2 separate regions of the Mus musculus genome follow, and region 2 is linked to region 1. A link is a contact called in public Micro-C data. All regions are on one chromosome and are shown on one strand. Each heading gives the region's core, a stretch centred on a gene start, on an enhancer-like site or on the middle of the called end of the contact. The rest is flanking DNA. Distances are from core to core; before and after follow the strand shown. Region 1 holds the start of Slc25a21 (solute carrier family 25 (mitochondrial oxodicarboxylate carrier), member 21). Region 2 holds the start of Fbxo33 (F-box protein 33).

What was found. A called contact is a pair of places that touch in the nucleus more often than the background predicts.
Region 2: a contact with region 1 is called in a Micro-C map of the G1E-ER4 cell line, with 16 times the contacts expected there. The contact joins the promoter of Fbxo33 here to the promoter of Slc25a21 in region 1. A contact is called at or near these places in 4 of 39 promoter capture datasets (cranial neural crest, liver and pre-B cells), 2 of 484 Hi-C or Micro-C datasets (the G1E-ER4 cell line and natural killer cells) and 1 of 115 datasets of contacts at active chromatin or transcription factors (embryonic forebrain).

The regions. Positions count from the first base shown.
Region 1 is chr12:57,193,045-57,199,604 of GRCm38.p6, reverse strand. Slc25a21 (solute carrier family 25 (mitochondrial oxodicarboxylate carrier), member 21) reads left to right here and starts at 2,133. Exons shown (of 10, transcript NM_172577.3): 1 at 2,133-2,732. The coding sequence starts at 2,666.
Region 2 is chr12:59,217,518-59,223,707 of GRCm38.p6, reverse strand. It overlaps Fbxo33 (F-box protein 33), which reads left to right and starts at 4,225. Exons shown (of 4, transcript NM_001033156.4): 1 at 4,225-4,848. The coding sequence starts at 4,229.

The DNA.
Region 1 (6,560 bases), core at 884-3,383:
AGCACTGACTGTTCTTCCGAAGGTCCTGAGTTCAAATCCCAGCAACAAGGTGGTGGCTCACAACCACCCATAATGAGATCTGATGCCCTCTTCTGGTACTTATTTATAATATTTTATTTTATTTATAATAATTTATTTATAATAATAAATAAATCTTTGGGCCTGAGCAGGGCTGACCAGATAGAAGCAGAGGTACTAATCAATTCCCTAAAACCACATGAAGGCTCACAACCATCTGTACAGTTATAATGTACTCATATACATAAAATAAATAAATCTTTAAAAAAGATCCTATATTTAATTAGTAAAATATAGTTCTCAAAACCTTTTATTTGCTTAGTGATAGAGGAGCAGGAGAGAGGGCTTTTTTGTTTTTTTGTAACCAACTTCATTTTTGCCATTAGTTTTATTTTTATTTTTAATGATTTGATTTTGAGATTTTAATATGAGTACACGTTTCCCTTTCACTCCCTCCACATTCTCGCTTGGACTCTTTCTTGCTGTCTTTAAATCCATATTTTTTCATTAATTGCTGCCCCATGCATATGTTTATGTACATAATATACATTTCTAAATATAACCTGCTCAGTATGTATAATATGACTTGTATGTATGTTTTCAAGCCTGTCCATTTGGTATTGATGAATATTTTCAATCTGGAAAATTTTATTTTATTTTTTTGTTTTTTTCAAGACAGGGATTCTCTGTGTAGCCCTGGCTGTCCTGGAACTCACTCTGTAGACCAGGCTGGCCTCGAACTCAGAAATCCGCCTGCCTCTGCTTCCCAAGTGCTGGGATTAAAGGCGTGTGTCACCATGCCCAGTGGAAAATTTAAAAAAACAAACCATTTTTGTGTATCTGATCACATAAGCAACACATTTACCCAATTCCTCATGGTATGTAACTTTCCTAGTCAGGTGGTACAGGCACATAACTGTGTGTACATGTGGTGTGTGTGTCTGTACATATGGTATGTGTGTGTGTGTCTACATGTGGAGTGTGTATCCATGTGGTATATGCATACATGTGGTGTGTGTATGTGTGTGTCTATGTGGGGTGTGTGTGTCCATGTGGGAGATGTGTGTGTGTTCATGTGTGTGTCCATGTGGGGTGTGTGTCTGTACATGTGGTATGTATGCATGTGTATATGTGGTGTGTGTGTGTGCATGTGTGTATACATGTGGTGGTATGTGTGTGTGTGTGTGTATGTATGTCAGCAGATACATGCAACAGGAGTGTTTGGTAGCTAGAGGTTACTGTTGGGGATCTTCAGTTGTTCTCCATTTTACCTTTGGAGACAAGACCTATAACTGAACTGAACTGTTTGGCTAGACCTCACCAACCAGACAGCTCCAGGGATGTGCCTATCTTTGCATTCTCAGCGCTAGGATTACAGACCCAGACTAATACTGTCTTACATGTGCAGGGAAACTGGATTTTGGTCCTTAGGCTTGCATGGCAAGCACTTTACTGACTGAGCCATCTCCCCAGCTCACTACCACCGACATTTAATAGCTCAAAGAATGAAAATAAGATATAAGTATTCATTTCGTATATTTGATTTGACATTGTATTATTTTAAATTGCACATACCCATGTTTTTGACAGAGAACAACGGCAGTTTATATGGCCCAGAATATATGCATTAAACACTACGTTTTAGAAATAACAGCAGCGGGGTTTCCACAGTACTTTCTCTTATCATCTCCGGCCTGTCAGGGGTGTGGTGAGCGTTCTAAATATCTGACTCCTGTGTTTCTCTTATACTGCAGTTTGCACCTTGTGGTTCACTAACAGGCACTAACTGGTACTTTTGTTTTGTCAGTGATTCTAAAGAGCTAGTGTGAGTTAATTCCACATTTTGTAGAAAGAAATAAGCAGGTTATTGGTGCTCCTCTTTCATGTCTACCTACTGTTCCTAACAGAGAACTGCTTAAAACAGGTTTCTAGGCCCTAAGCCCAAAGAACTCGGCTTTCTGACAAGTCTGTCATATTGTGCGCAGCGTGGTGACCCTGTGAACTGGGCACAGGACACTTGAATAACAAGTCCTTTATGGTTTTCAGTAAGTAAAACTCAGTTTATTATGCATGAAATAAAAGTCCAAAACCACTTCCCCCGCACAGTTACTGCACTTTGTAAGTCAGATCTGCTCTGATCTAGTTGCTGTGGCCTTCAATTTCTGGTTGACTAACTTGGAGGAATTTCCTCACTATCCCTTCTTTTGAATAGTACCGTATTTTAGCCTGCCTGGAGGGCAAGGGTCACCCGCGGCTACATCACAGTCGCAGCTAGCTAAGGCAGCCCTTAGATAAGCAGCCAGCTAAACAAACTCCGCAGTAGGTCTCGATAGGCAAATTCATAAGCCCCTATCTTGAAGCTCGAGCCTGACCCACCGAGCTAGGTCAAGTCTACCCAGCCCCCAGTTGTCAGTGTTCCCCCTCCGGTGCCCCGGTGGAAAGGGCAGCCTTAGGCAGCGCTGGGCAAGTTCGGACCCCCTCCGCCAACCTCGCGGCGACTCGGTGCCCGAACCGCCGCCTTTAGCTGGATCGCAGCCACACCGGGAAGAGTTCAGCCCCAGGACCGACGGGGCCCGGTCTCCATCGGCGGCGGCCTTCAGAGGAGCTCGCTCGGGCAACTTGGTCACCCGGTCCCCTGGTCGCGAAGATGTCGGCCTCCAACGTCAGCTTACTGCACGAGACCTCCAGGCAGGTCGCGGCCGGAGGGTCTGCAGGTAAGGCTGTCCGCTCGCTCCCCGCGCGCCCGCCGCTCCTCCGCCGCACCACCCGACAACTGTCCCCCAGGCTCGCCTTCCAACCGAAGTTTTGTGTGCGAGTGCGTCCTCCTAAATCTTCTACTCTGACTCCTCTGCGAAGAGCCGAGCAGCCGGCGGCGGCTCTTTTGGGTGCAGTCCCCACTAGCTGCTCTGCTCTAGGGTCCCCGGGGGTTCTCTGTTCCTAGAATGGAGCATGAAAGGATTCGCCAGTCCCTGAAACTTACTGTGACTTTGAGAAAGCTTCCCCCTCCCGTCCTTTTCTTCGCTTTGACAGCTATTTTACACAAAAAAGGATTCAGTTCCAGTTCGGTCTTACTTAAGTTTCTTAGCAAGTTTCTTCCAAGGCCCAAGCTAAAGAGGATCTTAGCATAGCTCTCTTCGCAGGGATTCTTTTTACTGCGCTTCTTGGGGATCTATGCACGCCATAAATATATTAAAATTAAACGCTCGTGCTAACAAATGTAAACACCTTTGATGTAATGGACTCACATTAATCTGTGGAGAGCTATGATGTGGGAGAGACTTTACAAAAAGATCTGTTAAAGCCAGCTTGGTAATAATTACTGTGCAACTTGGAAGAAGTTGCTCGCCATTAAATTATGCGTATGCCTAATTTTTAATATTTTTAATATTAGGCTGTAACAGTTCATAAGTTTTGTTATTTTAATAAATTATTATAACAATGAAATAGTATTAAAGTTGACTAAAAGATACTCAATATATACTTAGTAACATTTACTTTCAAGAAAATATGAACTTTTAAATAATGGAGTGCTTCAAACTCTGAGTAGTTTTATGTCATGAACTAGCTGCATCTCTGGGGTATCAAAAGCATCCAGATATGTCACATAATTTGCGTACTTTAACAAGATACAGTTATGAAAATGAAATATATATATATATATATATATATATATATATATATATATATATATATGCTTGACCATAGGGAAAGCAAAGTTGCTTAACATCCCAGGCTGTGCCCAGTGACTTACAGGTATCTCTGTTGGTTTGTATAATCACAACATGTATAGTCACAGTTATACTCAAAGACTGTTAAAAAATAAATCAGACTCTAATCCTGTTTATGCTGCATATTTCTGGATAAATATTTGGCACAGATGCATTTATGCCATCATGTATCATCATCATCATCATCATCATCATCATCATTATTATTATTATTTATTTATTTATTTATTTATTTATTTATTTTGGTTTTTCGAGACAGGGTTTCTCTGTATTGCCCTGGCTGTCCCGGAACTCACTTTGTAGACCAGGCTGGCCTCGAAATCAGAAATCTACCTGCCTCTGCCTCCCGAGTGCTGGGATTAAAGGCGTGTGCCACCATGCCGGGCTCGTGTATCATTATTAATGTAAATGGAATTAATCAGTTAGCATAGCTAAATGTTAAGCCATTTATAAGATAAATTTAAAATTGGCTGGTCGATTCATATAGTTTACATTGTGGCACTGTTGATAGGTAAGAAGGATAATAAATACTTTCATCACCTTGCGGTCATATTTTCTTCTACTTGGCCTTTAAAAGCATATTAATAAAAATTAAATTTATTGAAACTGTAGTAATGTAGGCTGAACCTATTAGACTTACTAGAGCAAGGGCCAGAAAGAAAAAGTAGAGTTTTTTTAAAACTCGGGTGTATTTGGATCTCTAATACTAGACTTCTGATTACTGGTGCTAACATGTCTCTTTCTGTGAATTATAATGGTCTTCAGGTTGCAAAGGCCTCTAAAAGAAAGTTCTCTTAAGGAAAAAAAGTAAAGAAATGGGAGTGGTTTGTCGGAAAGATAAAAGTGTCTCATGGTATTCGGGGTCTAGTGTCATTCATTCCATTGAGCAATTAGAACACTCAACTAGAAAGCAGGATGCAACGTCTCTTCATCCTGTCTATGTCAGTGTCCCTCAAGGCAGGACTGTGTGTGTCTAGTCCCCAGGGAGGCCACAAGAGGGTGATAGAACCTCTGGAACTAGAGTTACAGACAGCTGTGAGACACCAAGTAGGAATGGAAGTTTGGTTCTCCGAAAGATCTGAACCACTGAATTATTTCTCTAGCCCTTATCTTCCTTTGACAAAGAGAAATCTCTTTGGCATTCTGCCAAGCAGCCTGGTGTGCCATGCCAACTGCCTTCTGTGGAGATGTACAAGGGGGTAAGGGTGCCAATTTGACAGAGATATTTCACTATGTGCTCTTAGGGACTGGAGAAGGTTTTTGTTTTTTGTTTTCTCTCTCACAATTAACTGTTGCTTTGTGGTTTTCCTTCCATGTATTAGAATTTGGTTTCCAACAGCTTCCAAGTATTCATGCTCTTGAATGATCTTCCTGGGGACAGGGGTGGGGGAACTTACATTTTTATTTTTAGTTCAAAATCCTAGTAATAGACTCAAATTTACCCAAATAGGAACCCACCTCTATCAATTAACAATAATAGCCTATCCCCATTGGATGGGTGGTACAAACAGCTTGAAGATTCTCAAAGAAAAGCAGGAAAAAATAGTAGATACACCATGAAAGGATTATATATGTATATTATAATACATCACTCTTTTATTACAAGAGGGCTTGCGATATTTGCATTTATTTTTTAAAGATTTATTTATTTTATGTATATGAGTATACACTGTAGCTATACAGATAGTTGTGAGCCTTCACCCGGTTGTTGGAATTGAATTGAGGACCTCTGCTCCCTCTCTCTGGTCAGCCCCACTTGCTCAGTCCCTGCTTGCTCTGGCCCAAAGATTTATTTATTATTATTAATAAAGTACATCGTAGCTGCCTTTAGACACCCCAGAAGAGGGCATCAGATCTCAATAAGAATGGTTGTGAGCCACCACATGGTTGCTGGGATTTGAATTCAGGACTTTCAGAAGAACAGTCAGTGCTCTTACCCACTGATCCATCTCACCAGCCCCCAATATTTGCATTTAAAAATTGAAGGTATGCTTAGCAGTTGTTAACATGCATCTAATAGCATATATCTAAAACCTCTGTTATGGTTTGCCATTATAGTTAGACCTTGCAGAATAGATAGAGCTTGCTACTAGTGACAACTATGTTTTGAATAAGCATAGCAAGCTTAGAAAGGAGGAATATAAGATATATAGTATATATAGGGGCATCAGGCAGTGAAATGGAGCTGGATCCTGTGTTCAAGGATATTAAATTGAATTAATGGATTGGTGGCCTTGGCAAGACCCTACCCAGCTAAATTTAGATCCAGGAAGGGTGGTACACACCTGGAGACAGACATGAAGATCTCTGAGTTCAAGGTCAATTTACAGAGCAAGATCCAGGACAGCCAAGCTTTGGCATTGAAGGAGTTGGAAAAGAGGAAGCTAGTGATGTAAGAGAACAAGGGAACCATGTTCCAGCTCCTGCAAGCAGCACCTTTAATCCCAACACTTGGGAAGCAGAGGCAGGCAATTAATTCTCAGTTGAATTCCAGGCCAGCCTGGTCTATATAATGAGACTCTAAAAAGGAAAAAAAAAATGAATAAAAAGAAAAAAAGTCCTCCCATAGACAAACGAAAAGCAATAAACAAAGAAGAAATATATAGTGGCATCTAGAAATTTGTTTAAAATGTTGGACTTCAGGCTTCCAAGTATGACTGACTGTACTGAATCTACATTCTAGGTAGGCTTCAGGTTATTGGCTTGTATTTTTATTTTAAAAGTACTGTGTTAGATCTTTGAGCAAAAGCACTCCCCAGAGTGAGAGGGCACAATTCATATGGCAGAGGATTGCAAGTAAAATGTTTTTGGCTT
Region 2 (6,190 bases), core at 2,976-5,475, 2.0 Mb before region 1:
CTCGAACCCACGATCCCGTGACCAGACGCGAGGCGGGACTCGAACCCACGGTCTCGCAACAAGGTGCGAGGTGGGACTCAAACCCACGATCTCGCAACAAAACGCGAGGTGGGACTCGAACCCACGATCTCGCAACTGGGCACGAGGTGGGACTCTAACCCACGATCTCGCAACCCCAAATGGTCTCTTGGCCTTCAAAGGGGTCCACCAGGCGTCCCTGATCCTCCCCTGTTCCTCCTGGGACGTCTCCCAGGGTGAACGGACGGTGGACACCTGGACACGTCTATCCTTATCCACCCCGCACTCCCTCTCGGAGCGCGGTCTCACTGAGCGTCCGCAAAACTGAAACTGCGATCGCACCAGACTTAGAAACAGAACACAGACATCAGAACACAGACATCAGACCAAAACAGAACAAAGAATCTTACCTCTAAGTGGGTCTAGGACCTCTGGGTGGTCGCGCTGTTTCCCGGCCAATGCACCAAATGAAAGACCCTCGAGGGGAGACCCTCACTCAGACACTCAAGTCCCGGGACAGCCGCGTACCCAAGAAGACACTGAGACCATACATAAAATGTAGAAGGCAAGATTTAATAAAGCAGCGACATGAAAGCACACAGACCAGAGCTCTGGGGTCGAAATAAAGCAGCAACATGAAAGCACAGAGCTCTGGGGTCGAAACTCATACACCTAGCGGCACCTAGTGGTGTAGAGGAGAATCGACGGTCAGCAAAAATTTTTTACAGGCTTATATAGTAAAACTCAAAGGGGGAGAACTGGGCAGGGAAAGTACAAGTTTACATCACTAGGGAGTTCTGCCAAAGGAATCTACGTAACTAAGGAGTCATGTCCTATCAAGGAACCTACGTAACTAAGGAGTACCTGGTTCATTTTGAGGTTGTTCTAGGAGGCCTTTATCTCAAAAATGTTCTTGGAACAGTTTTTAGTTGGGAGGGTTCGAACTTTAGGGTGAGGAGTTTTGGGGTGAAAAGTTTAGGAGTGTTACAATCTCTAGATGGGAGGGGGTGGGCTCCGAGGTAAAAAATTCATGTTTTCACAAGAGGCCAGTAATTTTCTATTCTTCAACAGAATAATGCAAACTAATAACTGTAGATGCAATGATGGAAAAGAAAGTTACTACCATTTGAACACTGATTTAGGCAAGAATCATGAATTGTTGTCAGACCTACTAAGTGTATGGCTAGAGGAAGAGGAGGACATTTAAGGAAAAAAGCAAAAATACTTCCCAGATTATTTAATGGAGGAAAATAAACTTTTAAATTACATAAAGAAATGCAAGTGTGGCCCTTAATTGGATCCTGGTTTGTACAAAGCATCTATAAAACCTATTTTGGGAAATAATTTAATTTAAATATGGAATGTTAGTAAATATTCAAATATTTTTGCCACCTGTGATGTAATTTGTTTTTATAGAGGTTGTATTAGTCAGAGTTCTCTAGAGTCACAGACCTTATATATATTCCATATATATGGAATTTATTGGGAAGACTTACAGACTACAGTGTAGCTAATCCAACAATGGCTAGCTGTGAATGGGAAGTCCAAGAATTTAGTAGCTGTTCAGTCCCACAAGGCTGGAAGTGTCTCAACTGGGTGTCTGTATATTCTGGAATTCCAAAGTAGGCTCCAAAGCCAGGGAAAAAATGAATGCGCTACAAGAGAAAGCACTCAGGCAAAGAGCAGAACCTTTCTTCTTCCAATCTTCCAAGTTATATAGACTTTCTTTCTTTTTTTTTTTTTTTTTTTAGTTTGGTTTTTCGAGACAGGGTTTCTCTGTGTAGCCCTGGCTGTCCTGGAACTCACTCTGTAGACCAGGCTGGCCTTGAACTCAGAAATCCACCTACCAAGTGCTACCTAGCCTTCCAAGTGCTAGGATTAAAGGTGTGTGCCACCACTGCCTGGCTAAAGATTGAGTTATTTATTTACCTCATGTATGTAAGTACACTGCAGCTATCTTCACACACACCAGAAAAGGGCATCGGATCCCATTACAGATGGTTGGGAACTACCATGTGGTTGCTGGGAATTGAACTCAGGTCGTCTGGAAGAGCAGGCAGTGCTCTTAACCATCTCTCCAGCCCCACATGTAGACTTCCAACAGAAGATGTGGCCCAGGTTAAAGGTGTGTCTTCCTGTCTCAAGATCCAAATCAGGCTTGTCTTTCACCTCAAAGGTCCCAACTAGAAGTAAATCTACCCACTTCAAACCAAGCAGAATATCTTTCACAAGTTTGCCCTCCATTTCTGGATTGTACTTCATTCCAGATATAGTCACACTGGCATCCAAGAATAGCCATAACAGAGGTGTAAACTAAAGTGGAGCTCCAGAAGTCTACGGCTCTCTTCAAAATACTTAAATGACTTTGAAACTGAAGTCCAAATCCAAGTCTTAATTCCCTGATTTACTGTTACCACTTAATGTTCATTGAATGCTTATAAAACGGTAATTACATAGAATTTTACAGACAAGGGTTCAAAGAAATGACCTACCTGGAATACATTTTTTATTCAAAGTACCAACTGAGCTGATGTAAATTTAGAGGTAAAAGAATACTATTATTGAGCCGGGCGTGGTGGCACATGCCTTTAATCCCAGTACTCGGGAAGCAGACGCAGGCGGATTTCCAAGTTCGAGGCCAGCCTGGTCTACAAAGTGAGTTCCAGGACAGCCAGAGCTATACAGAGAAACCCTGTCTCAAAAAACAAAAAACAAAAACCAAAAACAAAAACAAAAAAATACTATTATTGGTAGTTTACTAGGTTCGTGACACCAAACTGTATAAAAGAAATGTGACAGAAGGTCTGCTGTTACATCACAGAGCTAAAGATATCTAGACTAGCTAGTTTCTTAGTGTGGTTTGAAGCAGCAGACATAAAATTTCTTAACCACGCCGGGCGTGGTGGCACACGCCTTTAATCCCAGCACTCGGGAGGCAGAGGCAGGCAGATTTCTGAGTTCGAGGCCAGCCTGGTCTACAAAGTGAGTTCCAGGACAGCCAGGGCTACACAGAGAAACTGTCTCGAAAAACGAAAAGAAAAAAAAAATCTCTTAACCCTTTAGATATCGCTGCTTCCTACAATTTGACTGAGATACTTCGCATGCTGAGAACGTGAAGGGCTGTTTTTAAAATCCCTTTCTTTGGGGGCACCAAACTAAAGAAAAGCTCTCCTCTCCAACTTATTTGTAGGAGTATCAGAGACTATCAAAATAGCTACTTTATTTCATCCATGTTACTTTTGTATACAGGGGTGTGTTGTTACAGAAGTACAGTGGTACACTGAAGAGGTATCCACAGCTCTCTTCACAAACACTTCAATGACTTTAAGAAACTGAAAATTAAAACCTGTCTTAACTTCCTAATTTGATGTTACCACTAAGTGATCGTTAGCTATTAATAAAACATACTAATTATACAGAACTTTTGCAGACAAGGGTTCAGAGAGCATTTAAGTCTGGGTACCAGCCCTCAAGATGAAAATCGTTAGCCATTTTTTTCCTGCCCCTCTAAAGACGAAAGGTGGCGCTGCCGTCACTGGTTCAGCAATGGGGCGTGTGCGGCCTCCGCACGTCGGAAGAGGAAGGTCCGCGTGCCGCCACGATCCGCCTTTCCTGGGAAGCCGATTTTGTCCTGCTCTGAACAAGATGTAAAAAGAAGCCGGCGTGCGAGCCCTCGGGCGCCGCGACCTCAGCCCAGCGAATGAGAAAGCGTCGGGACTTAGCGCAGCACGCCGGGGTTCCGCCTCGAGCACGCTGCAAGGGCCAGACCTACCCGGCGAGGGACGCCCAGAGTGGCCCCGCCCCCACGCCTCTAGCCCCGCCCCGGGTCGCTGACGTCAACGGTCACGTGCCGCGCGATCCAGGCAACCAGGAGCTCCCCCGGTTCCGGAAGTCTCGCAAAGCCGCGCCAGGCTCCGCCCGTCGCCGTGACGTCACTCTCAGTCCCTACCACTACCGAGCCTCCGCGTCCGGGTACCGGGAGAACCACGGTTTCCTCGGAAGCAGCGCGGTCGCCTCCGCATCCCTGGTCCGTTCGAGAGAGGATTTCGAGGTCGTTGCCCGGGCCGGCCGGGGAGCACTTGCTTGCGGTACGGAAAGTCAGCGGCGTGCAGGCCTCCCCGCGCCAGCTTTTCCCCCCTCTCAGCCGGTCCGAGTGCACTTGGTTCCGCCGAGGCGCACGACGGTTCCGCCCCCTTCTTCCTTGTCATTGATGTTGTTGTTCTTGTCAGTGCCGCAACCCCGACCGCCGGGAGCGCGAACCCGAGCCGGGGCCGCCCGGTTGGTGCGGTGGCGGCGGCGGCAGCGGCTGCGGCTGCTGCAGCTGCGCCGGCTGCGGGGGCTGCTGCGAGGACTGCGCAGGCGGCCGGGGACGGGCGGCCGGCGGCCGAGCCGGATGGCTCTGTGCGGGCAGGCGGCCGGCGCCGCGTCGCTGCCCAGCGAGCTCATCGTGCACATCTTCTCCTTTCTGCCGGCGCCCGACCGGCTGCGGGCCTCGGCCTCCTGCTCGCACTGGCGGGAGTGCCTCTTCTACCCAGCGCTGTGGCCCCAGCTCCGCATCTGCCTCCGCGTCTCGCCCGCGGAGCAGCCGCGGCTAGAGTTCCTCATGCGCAAGTGCGGCTGGTTCGTGCGGGAGCTGCGGGTTGAGTTCGCCGCGGAGAATTATCTGAGCGGAGGCGGCGGCCCGGGCGACGGCGGTAGCGGCGGCGGCACCGACACGGGCACCGGAGGGGAAGACGGGGAGGCCCTGCAGCTCTCCTCCCGCTGGCTGGAAGTACTGCGCATCTACTTGGAGCTGGTGTTGTGCGTGCTGCTCAGCATCCGGAACAACAGGTAGGCTTGCGTGGGGACCGAGAGGGTCTGGCCTTCCGCTGGCCTTGGGAAAGATCCCGTGGGGTGTGCCGGCCGGCCTCAGGATGGCCTTGTGTAGGTGCAGCTATCCGTTCCTGACCAGACTATTTCCGGAGACAGAAGAGGTGATAACGGGACTCCTGGAGCGTCTCAGGCATGCTTTCATTCATCCGTTCTTGTCCATGGGCTAGAGCTGCTGGGCAATGCCATTATCTTATGCGTGGGAAAGTTGTGAGTTAAGGGTGAGGCCTGTACAAAAAAATAAGGTGGTTTTCTGATTCTGAATTTGACCATTGGTGATGGGTAATTAATTCATAGTGACGAGGTGAGTAAGTTTCCTTGCTGATGTCCATGATTACAAGAATTAACCTATAAGAATTCTTTAACAGTCCTTTTCTTACCTGAAATAGTTTTACTAGCCTGGGCCATGTCCAAAGACTGGGAGGAGTGCTAGTTAAAATCATTAGGGGAGGAAAATTGTCAGACTTGAAGCCGCATCCCATACACCATCAGGCTGGACTTACTCCCAGTGATTCACACAAAAGTAACGCTACCTAACTTGGGGTGGGATAAAGGAGCTGGGCATACTGTGGGGGTTAAGTATGAGACTCATTGTGCATCAGGACTTTAGTGTAATTCCACCTAGAGCTCATGGCCCATATTCGGACTCCAGCACAGAGTCCCTATGAAAGTCTAGTGCCTGCCAAACCATATTTATATTTTCTTTATCTGGATATTCATTCCAAACTTACAATGTCACTCTTAATTTGGAAGAAAAATAATTGCAGCAGTTTACAAATAATTATTAGTGATTGGACATTCCAACACTGCTAGGGTCAGGGCAGAAAATATTGTACTGTAGAGAGCAGAACTGGGTGCTTACTAGGTCAAGTGATGTACATGCTGTTGTGTGGCAGTTTTCCTCTAAGCAGTGTCCTTCCTTCCACAATCTATATCCCACCATCTTTATGTTAAATAGAGTTGAGAATAGATTGTGATTAATACTAAGTCATATGTGTCATACATATTTTCGTGATCTATAATTAAATCAAGAGTTTAAGCAGGGTGGTGGCAGCACACGCCTTTAAAGCTAGAGCTTGGGAGGCAAAGGCAGGAGGATCTCTGCCTTTGAGGACAACCTGGACTACAGAGTGAGTTCCAGGAAAGCCAGGGTTTCACAGAGAAACCCTGCTTCAAATAGGTTAAACTGTAAGTATTCTAGCCTCATTGTGTATGGAAGCCAGGCATGATACAGATCTGGAATCCCGGGACCTGGGAGCTAGAGGCAGGGAGCTTAAGTGAGTTCAAGGTCATCATCTTGTGC